2 separate regions of the Macaca mulatta genome follow, and region 1 is linked to region 2. A link is a contact called in public Hi-C data. All regions are on one chromosome and are shown on one strand. Each heading gives the region's core, a stretch centred on a gene start, on an enhancer-like site or on the middle of the called end of the contact. The rest is flanking DNA. Distances are from core to core; before and after follow the strand shown. Region 1 holds the start of SYNJ1 (synaptojanin 1). Region 2 holds the start of PAXBP1 (PAX3 and PAX7 binding protein 1).

Region 1 (6,961 bases), core at 561-3,060, 42 kb before region 2:
CGCTGAGGCTGCGGAGGCAGAGGCTGGTCTTGGAGGCGTCCGCCCGCCCGGCTGCCGGTGGGTCTGGCCGCGGCCGCTCCCCGCCCCCCGCCGGCTTGCTCACCCCTTCCTCCGGCTCCTCCTCCTCCTTCTCCCGCAGCCGCCGCCACTGCCTCCAGAAGCGTCACTTCCGCTCCAGCAGGCCCATCTCTTCCGCATTGCGCCGCGGCAGCGGGCGGAAGATCCGCCCCTCACGAGGGAAGGGGCGGGGCGTCAGGAGAGAGATCACGCCCACTCTGCGCCTACCGGCCAGGCCGGGCACCAGCGGGCGGCCAGAGCCTCAGTCTCCAGCGACCTTCGCCTCCTGCTGCCGCCCCCAGGCCGAGCTGCGATCCCACCGCCGGGGGTGCAAGGAGAGGGAAGATCTGGCCTCTTTGGTCCCTTTGCGTGGGCTCTTCAGAGCGTGAGCGCCGGGGAGGGACTCAGGAGAAAAGCTTGGGGGGCTGCGTATTGCTGCTCCCCAAGCTGGGCGTCAGGACCACCCCCTGCCGCCCCCACCGGCCTGACGGGAGAGGAGGGAGGGCTCGGTATGGTCGGCTCGCCTAGCCAACTAGGTGGCGCCTGAAGAGCTGTCCATGGTGTCGACAGCCCAGCAAATGGCACCGAGTTCCTAGTCTGAGTGTCGGGGTAGGTAGCAGAAGAAAAACTAATGCCTGCTCTGGGACAGTTCTGTTCGGTGCCTTTTCTTGTGTGTTCTGGAGCTCACAGGGTGCTATCGAAGAGTGTTCAGGTGTATACGATGGAGAGTGGGAAGTCACAAACCAGGATCTCAAGGCTGAGTCCAACAAAACATGGCTGTAGGGAGGCCACTACAGCTGTGGTTGTCACTGATGGATGAATAGCTTTTGCCAACTGTGGAATTTAGTGACTAAAGGCACCTGACCCTTTTATCGCATCCTCATTTTTCAACAAATCGTGCTTCCTGGCTAATATCAGCGTGTCCCATAGATTTATTTCTGCTTCCATTGAATAGACCTAATAAGTATGAGAATGAAGTCAAAGCCAACAGGGCAGAAAGGAATTGAAAACCTGAAGAACCCAGCACTCAAACTGTCTCCACTTGCCTTTGCTCTTTGTTTACCTCTTCTCCTTCTGGTTTTTAACAGCCAAAGCAGAATTTAAATTTGGTTATGTTGCAAAAATCATTTCCCTCTTCAGGCCCTGTCATGTGACTTGATTTTTTCATCCATTTTAGAGAAGCTGCACCCACCCTGGTTTCAGGACACGGAACTAAATTTATTAGAAAAGAAGCCACTTCAAGTCATGAAGGAGAAATACAAAGATTCTTGGATTTCGTTGTAAGAACTAGAGGGGGTTTCTATCTCAGTACTGTCTCAGAAAAAAAACTGTCGATATCACATGCGTTGCTTGAGAGGTACCTTTTATGACAACTGAAATCACTCAGTTTCAAGAGGAGTTGGGGACTGGAACCAAACTAACTTACTCCAAAGCCCAAAATCTTTTCCACCATGCCTGTGTGTCTGTAAGGCTACACTAGAAACGCATCCTTTCTTACAGTGTGAAGCATGGGTACTAAGCTCTTTTAGGAACAGGTGTTCTGCGTATTCCTGGTTCCTTTTTATTTGGAACTAAGGAGATTTAGGTCAAAATTTCTGGGTTGTGGGTTGGAATTCCTGCTTCTTTCTTCAAATTAAACTGGGGGGTAGCAAGACTCTTATTCCTAGATTGTTAGACAGCCACAGCTTTTCCACATCTCATTTTAGTCATGAAAAGACATGCCCAGAGTTTGAAAAACATAAAGGCAATTTGACTAGTGGCTTGACTGGTTCTATCTTCTTTTTCTCGTCCCTCTTTCCTATTTATACTTCTACTTTTGTTACAGCATTTGACAATAGCTGGAAAAATTTTCACTGACCTTGAAATGTCTTTGGGGTAGGGTGACTTAAAATATAGGTTAAGTGGCATACACAGATTTCTTAGTGAGATCCTAAGGGCCTACAGAGACAGGCTGACACCAACTCAACCCTTGAAACTGAGCAATGAAGAGCCTGTGGGAGGCTAAAAAATGCTGCTTCAAAAAGATGTCCTTGTCTGTGAATGTTAATTTAGGTTAATTTGCAGATTTGATTAAGGGTCTTGAGATTATTTTGGATTATCCAGGTGGGCTCTAGGGCCCTAGATGCAATCACAAGTGTCCTTATAACAGGGAGGCAGAGGAAAATTAAACATGCACACACGAGAGAGAGAGAGAGAGAGAGAGAGAGAGAGAGAGAGAGAGAGAGAGAGAGAAAGTAATATGAAGACAGCAGCAGAGATTGGAGCTTGGCAATAGCCAAGCTATGTCAGCAGCCGTCAGAAGTTGGAAGAGGCAAGGAAGGATTTGAGCCTAGAGCCTTCGGAAAGAGCATGGCCCTGTTGATTCTGGCCTCCAGAACTGTGAGAAAATATATTTTTGTTGTTTTAAACCACCCAGTTTGTGGTAATTTGTAACACCAGCTACAAGAAATCAACACAAGGCTGATGTGACTTTCCATCAGGAGAGAGACAGCCCCAGGTAGGTGTTTCAGATATCACATCCAATAGAACAAATTAAAGACAAACACCCTAAATTTTCAATGTTGATTTGTGAGCAAGTTATTTCTCCTATGGGTAACTCTCGTTGAAATATGCAATTCATTATGTGGAAACATGGAATTGTTATTTCCATAGGTTTAAAAAAAAAACCTCACATAGTGGCAACATATGGCCCAACCTAATAGTATGTCCCAGGCAGACTATACAAGAATTTACGTATTTACAGATGATTAATGATAATCCCAAATAATCACATTAAAAAACTATATCAAGTGCATGGCTATAAATTTTGACAGGTGATTACTATGTGAATTAGTAGTAGTACCTGCTTTTCTCTTTTGTCTGGCTTTTTTTTTGTTGTCAAAAATGCTAGACAACATGGAAAATCAGGGAAATAGTCACAATCTGATTCAGTAACCTTTAACAGCTTCTTCTCAGGTTACATAGGCTAACTTTTATATCAGGATCAGGATCTGCAGAGCAATTAGTATAGTGCTCTGCAGATCCTGGTCCTAATATAGTATAGTATAGCAGGATCTGCAGACCCTAGTTGTACCTGGCCATACTCCCCACCAATGACTGAGAAAGAAATGGCTCATTGTTCAAGAGAAAACAGTGGTCTTGAAAGACAACACAACAGTAGGTTACAAAGAGCATTAACTTTTTCTTTAAAGAAATTCAATGTAACCAGTGAAGGATGAGATTTTAAATTAGAAAAATGGAAATCCTATGAATAAAAAACTAGTAAGCTCGAGAGCAGAATCACTGTTGGGGAAAAAAAAAAACTGAAAAATAACTTGCAGGTACCATAGACAGGAAATTGCCACTAGAGCAAACAGGAAACTTGTGATAGATAAAAATGAAGTGTTTTCATTTGGAACAAGAGACCAACTGAAGAGAGATCAAGTGAAGGGGGTTTATTTTAATGACACACAAGGATTCTTGTGGAAATCAAAGTGCCGGAGCCAAAAACAGGGCTCAACCTTCAAGATTAGAGTTGTGTTCAAGGTGTTCAAGTTGACTCTGGGTCCCACAAAGCAACAGCAATTTCACTAAGGTTACGCGTAAAAGGTAAGCTTTCATGATCAAAATGTTTTTGCAAAGTAGCTTAGAATGGTTTCTGCAGTGTTTTGTCAAAACTTTTCTCATATATTTTCCTAAAGATATTTAACAAGATCCTAAGAAGTCATCTGCTAGGGATTCTCATTGTACTGAATGATTGTATCCTTTAAGCCTCTGGAGTTAGGACTCACAGGAACCCAGTACAAATTACCGGGGGCTAGAGTCCAGAAGCAGGCCAGGGGCCCGTCTACATTGCACTTCGATATCAATCCCATATAACAATATTCAGCCTGTGTTTGGGCAGTATGAAGCAGCCCTTAGCAGCTGTGAACCCCATATCCATGGACAGTTTCAGTTCTGGAGGGCAGTCTTCAAAACATTTATGAAAGTACAAGACCTCCCAAACATTCAGATATATTTAATTTTTCTTCCTACATGTAGTGCCAGTGTTTTTCTCGTTTTCATTTACTTGAAACAACAAATCAAATGTTTTGTCATAATCAGTGAATGGCAAGACTCCCTTTATTACACAGGTATTACCATGTTAGAGATAAGAAGAGCTCTTATAACCATAAACAACCACTACAATGTAGCAACTTACAGCTTCCTATTTTATATTGCAGCTCTGTAACATTTGACCATTTTTGTAAGGGTTTCATGATTTCAAGGACGATTATTAGCACTTTCCATTTTTGGCCAATTCTGGATGCTGGTAATGTTACCACTGCAGGCAACGATGGCTCTACTCAACTGAAGACCTCTTGTAGGCAATGTGGACCATATCTGCTTTCCTGCCTGAGAGATTAGCAAATTGGGTTTAGTGATCATGAAATTCTCTCAGATCTCATATTAGCAAGGAGACCCTGGTTGTACTTGTCAGGGCTGCCAGTTGGCCCTGCTGAAACTTTAGAACTGCACCAATGTCTAAGACTTTCATCCCTCCCTCCTTCCTTCACACAGGTGAAACCTGCCTGCCTGACAGCTTTCCCAGCCTCCTCCAGGCTCCCCTGTTTTCTCTTATACACATTCCCCCCCAGTAAACTTCTTGTACATTTAATGCCATCTCAGTGTCTGCTCCCAAGAGGACCCCAACTGACTCACTGGGGCATTTAACCTCCAATTCCTTTCCTCCCTTGGCTGAGATCTGTTCCAAGAAGTATCTCCAGGACACTCCAGCCTGTTGCACAGGCCAAAGAAAAGCCCTCAGGCAGAGGAGCAAGTACTTGCAAGAGGACACCAGTGGCAAGAACAGGGACATGGTGAGACATCAACATCATTGGCTACAGTAGTACTAGTCACTCTTGACTCTGTTGTTTCAATAGTTTTCCTTCTCAAAAACATTTGTCACCTATTTTGGAGTTAATTCAGAGGACTGCTCCAAAAGAAAAAACTAAAAAGTAAAACCAGCTTTATTAAAATGGTTCTGGATTTATCTTTTGAGAATTCCTTTCATAAGAAATAATGTCCTTAAGCTATATCAGGAATAAAAATGTTCTGCTTGAGATAGAAAAACCATTGGTTTTATGTACCCTACATCAAATTCCTAGTGTGATGTTCAAACCCATTTCTGAAACCTATAGCCTGATAGATTTCATAGGATAAAAAGCCTGAGTTTAAGAGTTCTTAAAAGCAGAGTAATTAGTCTAATGGGTTTGGAAATAATATGCAGTTTAAGGCCTAAATGATCTGCATGTGATACATATACATGTTTATATGTTTTATTCTACTTAAAATGAGGAATAGGTGTTCTGACTTTAATTCTACTTAGTAGGCCAGTAAGGTGTAACAGAAAATTCATCCAGAATGAATACTGTTTTGGTTTGGCTGTTTCCCAACCCAGTCGCACCTTGAATTGTAATAATCCCCACATGTCAAGGGCAGGACCAGGTGGAGATAGCTGAATCATGGCAGGTGGTTTCTGCCATGCTGTTCTCCTGCTAGTGAGTTCTCATGAAATCTCATGGTTTTATAAGGGGCTTCCCCCTTCCCTCGACACTCATTCTTTCTGTTGCCACCCTGTGAAGATGTGCCTTTCGTCATGATTGTAAGTTTCCTGAGGCCTTCCCACCCATGCAGAACTGTGAGTCAATTAAACCGCTTCATAAATTACCTAGTCTTGGGTATGTCCCTATAGCAGCCTGAGAATGAACTAATACAAAGATGTAGGGATAAGATAAAATTAACAGAGGAAAAAGAGTGCATGACACTGTTCTGCATATTATGTTCTGATCAAGGGTACACATGGGCCTGCTCATAGTCCCACTTTATTAGTCATTTGAAATGCTGCAAACTTAGTCATCAGGAAAATACAACAAAGGATATATTTAAAAATTAATTTAATGCTTGGCTAAAGCTTAATTACATATATAATTATCAAACGATAGTCCTTAATTTCCAAAAAATTCCTCTTTTGAAAATCACAGAATCAGAAAGCATAAACTTTAAAACAAGTTCTTTGAATATTTACAATGTGATATAAACATTATAGAAGACCATGGATATTAAATTGCCTGGGTGTGGCTAATCAGCAAGGCGTATTCTTTATTGCATATTTAACTCACATATGTGGGATTTTAAATATGACAGACTACTAAAATTCAAATGCATGTATGTGCAAGCTGGGCAGGGAGTAAAATCATGAATGAGACAGGACGGTCAGCCCAAAACCATGCAATTAGGTTGTGGGTTTATTATTCTCAAAAGTGAAATTTCTATGTTCCATTTGAAAGTATGTTGCATGTATCATTTAGCATTCACATTAAACCCACATTTGACTCTAACGCTGATTCAAGGAAAAAAGTTCAACATTCACTCAACGACTAAGTCCACAACTCAACTCTCAATGTTAAGGCAGCACAGCTACAGTGATAGCAACGCTAACCAAAAGGTAATGAACATTTAGTCACTTGCCAGCCCTTTTGTTACAACAGTGTAGTAATTTCCCTAAGACAATTTGCTACCGGATAATTTTCTGCTGTTAAAAGGCTTCCTCTGTAGAAAAACACCACAAATTTCCAGTGTGAAAGTAAATCCATGGTGGTATAAATATATATATGCATAATTACACAATTTACACTGCACACATCGTTTACAGGGGACAATTAACTGAGAGGGTTAATTTAAATGACCATACAAAATACTTCTGTAAACAAAGTATGATAGGCAGTAAACATTCATAGACTCCTAGAAATAATCTGAATTCCTTTCATTCTGAAGAAATATCATTTAAGGACACAGTATTGAATATAATGTTTTTTGTATTAAAACAAGAATCGCTATTTTACAGTTTAAGAAACTTTACATATATACAAAATTTACACATTGG
Region 2 (7,235 bases), core at 2,562-5,061:
GAGTGTCCCCTCCAAAGCTCATGTTGAAATTAATTACACTGTAACACTATCAACAGGTGGGGCCTTTAAATGGCAGTTACAACCTGAGGAGATTAATGCTGTTATCCCAGGAGCTGGCTCCTGATAAAAGGGTGAGTTTGGCAGGATACTCCCTCTCTGTCTTGGAGGCTCACCTGCCCTTCTACCATGTTATGACACAACATAAAGGCCCTTAGCAGATGCCTGTGCCATTCTCTTGGCCCTCCCAGCCTCCAGAACTGTAAACCAAATAAACTTCTATTGTTTATAAATTACCCAGTCTGTAGTATTCTGTTACAGGAGCAGAAAAATGAATTAAGACACTCCAGGTCAAAAGCTCAACTTTGACCGTTCTTTTAAATCCAACATGGCAAAGTGTACATCAAGCCTATCAATTCTTCCCTTGGAATGGTTCTCAAATCATTCTTTCTTTCCACTTCTCCCCCTACAACAACAGAAAACATTTTTAACTCACCCAGAATTTCCTACTAAGTCAGTAGAAGCCTTTACTCTTGCTCAACTGTGAGACCTTTTTAAACCCACTATTAATGGATCAAAGCTGGCCCTTGAGTTTAAACTGCTTTAGACCTCCAATCTCTCCTCATGCTGCATATTAATACCAGGCTAAAGTTTCAAAAGGCATTTATCATGTCATCATCTTGGCAAGCCACTACAGCAAATGTAAACCCTTACTGGATACTGAACATCCTTCACAATCTGTCAACGTGTCTTTCACATGAAACCTCTAACTACTTCCTTCACAAATCATCTACTCAGACCTATCAGGTGTACTTGTTCTTTTCCAAAACGGCTTTAGTCATTTTAATCCTTGATCATAATCCCAATACCTTCCCTTTCGGAATTTTAATTATCAAAGATCCATCTTCAAGTCCCACTTTTTCCATCAAGCAGTCCTCTCTCCTCTGAAAGCGTAGCTATCCTTTGGAACACTGATTGAACATTTTGGCAAACACTGAATCCTCTTACACGGTTATGAGATATTGTCTTCACAATCAGATTGTAAATTTGAGATACAATGCCATACTTTTTCACATTAAGCCTGTGAGCATCTGGAAAGTCATGATTCTCTCATTAATTCCATAAAACAAAACAGCATTTGCATGAGAATAACTCAGATTATGGAATATTATACTGGATCCACTTTCCTAAAGACAAAATAACTGCTTAAAGTTTTTTAAACTGAGGTTTTGAGAGACGTAAGAGATGTCTGTACAATACAACTGCCTCATTATTCTAAGGAGTCTTCATCTAGTACCAGATAAGGCTGCTGAATGGAAGTAATACCAATATTAAACTTAGGGCTTTCCTAAAAGTTCTGTAAGAATAAAATCCACTGTGGAAATACCACCAAGGAAATTGCAAATCTGTCTCTACAAAACACAAATACAGGAATTTGCACAACACTCCTTCGAACAGGAATAAACCTGTGTCTTAGGCTGAAATGAGAAACCTTTCTCTGTTCAACAGCAGTCTGCACACAAGAAGGAAAACTGTGAGAGAATCTAGTCATTGCAGCAGAAATGTTCCAGTGGCAACAATTCTGTCTTTTTAAAAAATACATTTACAAAGCAGTTGTGTTACAATTAAATAACAGAATTGTACTGCTACTCAATGAGGGCCCTTGACAACCACGGGGTCCACCGAATGAGTTCAGAAGATATATAGCAAATCACTGTGAGAAAGAGCTTTCATTTTGTCATTTCAAAAGAATTCAATTAGTTTGGTACTTACTTTCAGCTGATGAGTTGAGTTCTGTCTTAATCTTCGATTTTTCAAGATCTTCTTTATATTCCTTCTTGAGCAATTTTACTATCTTTTTGCTATAACTTGATTTCTTCACTTTGAAAACTTCTTCATTTTCTTAAAAAGGAAATTAAATGAAGTCTGTAGAAACTATTTTCTGAAAATATTTTCCCTTCTTTCACATGATCTTACGTGCTGTTCAGATAAATTCTCCCAAGTATATATACTCATATGCCAAATTCATTGTATAATTATTTCAAGTCTGTCACAGACTCCAAAAACAGAGGTCAACTTCCTAAATTACTGTGAAGTAATGAGATTTTGAGACTTTTTAAAGGACTAGCACATGTAACTTCACAAAATTTTCCTACTGTCTTCCTTAAATCATCTATTTAAGGAGGGGAAAAAATCATTCAAAATGTTTCTGAAAAACCACATCATCAAGTTATTAACGAATCTGAAACAAAGTATCTAAAATAAAAAGGTGCTGTCAATTCTGAGTAACTACATCCACCATCAGCTGACATAGTTGTTTTAAGGCTAAGGTAAGAGCAAATCACTTTTCTTTGATTTGAAATTTTAAAAGTACTAAATACTTCTAAAAAATAGCTCATGTATCTCAAAAACAAAAATCTGTCTGTACTCCTCACAAACCAAATAAAAAGTAACAGAAATGCCAAAGATAAACTGCCTACCTTACTGGAAACCTGAAAGCCTCTCGAATAAAAATGCAAGTAAGAGTTCCAAAACTTGATTTCTTTTTTCGTAACACGGAATTAATTGGGTTATGCACATTCAAATGGTCAGAAGAAAAGATTTAAGGCTCATTTAAGATCAGCAATCTAAATCCACTGCAGCCTGGTCTCCCACAAGGAATTGGAGAAACTGCCTTGCTTTTACTATTACACCGTCTCGCTTCACTGTTCCCAAAGTCAGTGCGAAGAAGGCTGGGTATTAGCTACCCGTAATTACTTTTATGGGTAAACTGAGGCTCAGCGACTGCAAGGGACTGGCCCAAGGTCACTCAAAACCAGAGCTGCAACTCCAGGCTTCTGTTCCCTCTCCTAGTATTACAAACCCAGCCTTCATGGTCGAGGATGCCTGGACAGAGGCTCCAAGAAGTGTGGGCGCAGTGACCTACAGTGGGCTCGGAAAGCATGCCGAGAGCAGCCAGGGGACCCACACCAAGTTGGCTCTGAAACACGCCAGGCAGAAAAAAGGCAGGACAGGGAACACCGAATTTCCCCCGAAACATTCAGAATGCCCAATCTGAGCTCCCGCCGCGTGGAGTAGGAAATGCCCAGGAAGACGATGCAGAGGAGGTGGTTAAGAAAAGGCTGGTGGCAGCGCGGGAACGCGTCCCTTGCCCGAGCAGAAGGCCGGAGGCTGGGGAAGATTCGCAGCCGGTCGGGCGGCAGGGGACTCCGTTCCAGGGCTAGGGGGCTGGGTGTCCAGAGAATACGGGGGCCGGGTACTGGGGCCTGGGTCGGGGATGCGGCCGTCTAAGGGCGCCCGAAGCGCGGACTTTACCTTCCTCCTCGTCCTGGAAGCTGAGCAGGCTGGCCCGGGGCATCTCTTTGTTCTCGCGAGGCCTCTTGCGCGTCTTCAGCCCGTTGCCGGGCTCCGCGCCGCTGGGGAAGCAGCCCCCGGCCTCACCTCCGAGGCCCGGGGTCAGCGCGGAAGGCGGCGGCGGCCCCGGGCCCAGCAGCGACTCCCCCCCAGGGGCCCTGTCGCCGCCGCCGGGGCCCGCCTCTTCGCCAGTGCCCGGCGGCGGCAACAACGGCGGCGGCTCCTGCTCCTCATCGCGTTCCCGCTCTTCCTCTTCGGAGTCGTTCCGCTTGCGCACGTTCACCCGCCGGGCCTTTCGGAACATCTCCGCGGCCCGCACGGCGGTCGAACACCCGCTTCCACACCGCGGTCCCGGCAGCGCCGAGCTCGTGACAGCGCACGCGCGTTCTCCCCAGCTCCAGCCGGGTCGAGTCCTCTCTGTTGCTACCGCGCACCCCACGAGCGCGCATGCGCTTGTGCTCCCACGCGCTCTCAATACTCGGGGAAAAAAAGAGAGGGAGCGAGAGAGAGCGAGCGAGCCGCACACCTCTCGCGAGAGCGTCGGCTCTTTGCATCTCCCTCTGTCGGATTGGAGGACTATTAGCTTGGAACTCCGGTGTTGTTTGACAGGTCACAAAGAGGATCATAGAGATGAGAAAAAAGAGTTGTCCCTCAGACTGCGCTGCTGCAGTGCGTCTTCGCACTTACGCGGAGCGGTTGGGTGAGGAATCCTCCGGCCAAGCGGAGGAGGGGAGGGATCAGAGAGAGAAGCGGCTTTGGGGAAGGAAAGTGTGGTCTAGGAGGTGAAGTAGTCCTATCCAAACTTTGACCGGAGGTGTGACTATTGGTAATCACTAGTTACTCTTGAGTAATACTTTGTACTTCTACAGCTTTATAGCTACAGAACTCTTACAGAGACATTGAATTTTATTTATGATACAATGTTAACTCAGACATTGAATTTCTTTTATGATACAATGTTAATTCAAAGACATTTGAGTTTCTTTAATGATACAATGTTACTTCAAAGACGTTGAATTTCAGTTATGATACAATGTTACTTCAAAGATACTGAATTTCATTTATGATACAATGTTACCTGGCTTGATGTTCCCTGCTCCCCAGTCTCTCAGTAACAAAGAAAGCAAAAGTGTTTTCGTAAGAACGCCAAGTTTGCTAGCAATTCTTTGAGTAAATACTTTCCGAAGCTTAGTGAGTTTCAGAAACAAGTGGAAGGAAAACCGAGCCGGGGGTGGGGAAGGTTGTGACAGTTCTCAGACGTGGGTGACAAAACCCTCAATGGCCACACCTTCACAGGGTGATTGCTCCTGAGGTTGAACTCACCGGCTTTCCCTGTCTCCTCCCCGAACTTGAAGTTTTTCCTTCTGGCGTGCACCTGTGTGTGCAAATTCATTTTGATGTTTCAAAATTAAAAGGGTATTCGGTAGAGTGAAAAAAATCCACCCATGTCTGGAAGACTGTTCACTTCCTCAGTGTCAATGTTAACAGTTTCTTATGATCCTCTAAAGATGTTCTGCAAACATAAAAGCAAATAAATACGCATATTTTAATGTGTTCCCCTTTTTACACAGATGGTGTGTAAACAGTGCATTTTTAGCCTACCATAAATTGGAAATCTGCCCATATCCGTATATGAAGGTTTTGTTTTGTTTTGTTTTTTTGAGACGAAGTTTCGCTCTTGTAGCCCAGGCTAGAGTGCAGTAGCAGGATCTCTGCTCACTGCAACCTCCGCCTCCCGGGTTCAAGTGATTCTCCTACCTCAGCCTCCCGAGTAGCTGGGATTACAGGCACGCGCCACCACGCCCGGCTAATTTATTTTTGTATTTTTAGTAGAGACTGTTTCACCATGTTGGCCAGGATGGTCTCAATCTCTTGACCTCGTGATACGCCAGCCTCGGCCTCCCAAAGTGCAGGGATTACAAGTGTGAGCCACTGCGCACGGCTTTTTTTGTTTGTTTGTTTTTAGTAGCTGCATAGTGATTCATTGTTGGGATATACCATAATTTATTTAGCCAGTTCCATAAACATTGATATTTAGATTATTTCTAGTCTTAATCAGTGCTGTAACGAAAAGCTTTGAAAAATTGTCACATCTGGAGGATGAAATAGAATTGGAATTGCTTGATCTCAATATGTGCATTTATGATTTTGCTCCTTCCAAATTTATTTTTATAGCAGTTATGCAGTTTGTACTTATATCAGCAAACATTAGGATGCCTGTTTGCCCACACCATCCTGTCGAAATTTCAGTAACAGTTAAAGTCCAGGTTGAAGCGGAAGATCCCGAGCACTCCAAGCATTTCTTTTTATTTTATTTATTTATTTATTGTTTGTTTGTTTGTTTGAGACGGAGTCTTGCTCTATAGCCCAGACTGGAGTGCGGTGATGATCTCGGCTCACTGCAACCTCTGCCTCCCACGTTCAAGCAATTCTCATGTCTCAGCCTCTCGAGTAGCTAGGATTACAAGCATATGTGACCATGCCAGGATAATTTTTGTATTTTTGTTTTGTTTTGTTTTTTGAGACAGAGTCTTGCTCCTCTCACCCAGGCTGGAATGCAATGGCACGATCTCAGCTCACTGCAACCTCTGCCTCCCGGGTTCAAGCGATTCTCCTGCCTCAGCCTCCCGAGTAGCTGGGATTACGAGCACCCGGCACCACACCCGGCTAATTTTTGTATTTTTAGTAGAGATGGGGTTTTACCGTGTTGGCCAAGCTGGTCTCAAACCTCTGACCTCGTGATCTGCCTGCTTTGGCCTTCTGAAGTGCTGGGATTAAGGCATGAGCCACCACACCTGGCCTAATTTTTACATTTTTAAAATTAGATTTGACGTGTGCACAACTAGGACTCAGTTTTGGAGCTAAGCGCATCCTCTATAACATGAACATTTTCTTCTAGTTAATAGGAAAGGTTAATAACATCTGGCTTCCATTCTACTTATATTACTCTCAGTTCTTATATTCTGGCTGTTCAGCATTGATGTCAGTTCTGATTCCGACAGACTGTTTCACTAGTGAAATTGAACTCCCTTTTCTAATTATGGAAGATTCAAATTGTGCCTGGTCAGCCTCCAGACACCTGAGCCAAGAGAAAGATTTGCAGTAAAATGATTAGGGTAGAGGTAGCAAAAATAAGGTCCAGAAGCAGAATATGTTATTTTGTTGGCCTGAAATTTCAAAAATTTCTCCCAGTGTAAAAGTGGTGATTGGATATGAACAGAGGGAAGAGCACCTGCCATTTTAAAGTAAGTCACAATACAATCGTGTCACTTGATGGGGATACATTCTGAGAAATATGCCATTAGGCAATTTCATCACATACTTACACAAACCTAGTGGTATAGCCTACCGCATACCTAGGCTGTATGGCATAGCTTATTGCTCCCAGGCTGCAAACCTATACAGCATGTTACTGTACTGAATACTGTAGCAATTGTAACACAATGGTAAGTATCTGCACCTAGACATAGAAAAGAGACAGTAAAAATATGGCATAAAAGCTTTAAAAATGGTATAGGGCATTTACCAGGAATGGAGCTTACAGGACTGGGGGTTGCTCTGGGTGAGTCAGTGAGTGAGTGGTGAGTGAATACGAAGGCCCAGGATATTACTGTACACTGCTGTAGATTTTATAAACAACTGTACACTTAGGCTATGCTAAGTATTTAAACATATTTCTTTCCTCAATAATAAATAGCTTACTATAACTTTTATAAGCTTTCTTATTTTTTAAAACTTATTTTGTTGTTGTTTTGTTTTGTTTTGTTTTGTTTTTGTTTTTTGAGATGGAGTGTCACTCTGTCGCCCAGTCTGGAGTGCAGTGGCACGATCTCAGCTTACTGCAACCTCCACTTCCCAGGTTCAAGCAATGAGACAGAGTCTCG

What was found. Hi-C and Micro-C count contacts between places; a contact is called where the count stands out from the background.
Region 1: a Hi-C map of liver shows a contact between it and region 2, with 1.9 times the contacts expected there. The contact joins the promoter of SYNJ1 here to the promoter of PAXBP1 in region 2. A contact is called at or near these places in 3 of 14 Hi-C or Micro-C datasets (blood, fetal cortex germinal zone and liver).

What each region holds. Positions count from the first base shown.
Region 1 is chr3:14,625,739-14,632,699 of T2T-MMU8v2.0, reverse strand. It overlaps SYNJ1 (synaptojanin 1), which reads right to left and starts at 1,810. Exons shown (of 30, transcript XM_077995835.1): 1 at 104-1,810. The coding sequence starts at 198. MIR7185 (microRNA mir-7185) reads left to right here and starts at 3,035; the gene lies at 3,035-3,092. PAXBP1 (PAX3 and PAX7 binding protein 1) reads right to left here. Exons shown (of 18, transcript XM_001094648.5): 18 at 5,958-6,961.
Region 2 is chr3:14,585,679-14,592,913 of T2T-MMU8v2.0, reverse strand. It overlaps PAXBP1 (PAX3 and PAX7 binding protein 1), which reads right to left and starts at 3,811. Exons shown (of 18, transcript XM_001094648.5): 1 at 3,313-3,811; 2 at 1,771-1,899. The coding sequence starts at 3,655. LOC144339670 (a long non-coding RNA gene) reads left to right here and starts at 4,095. Exons shown (of 4, transcript XR_013414940.1): 1 at 4,095-4,177.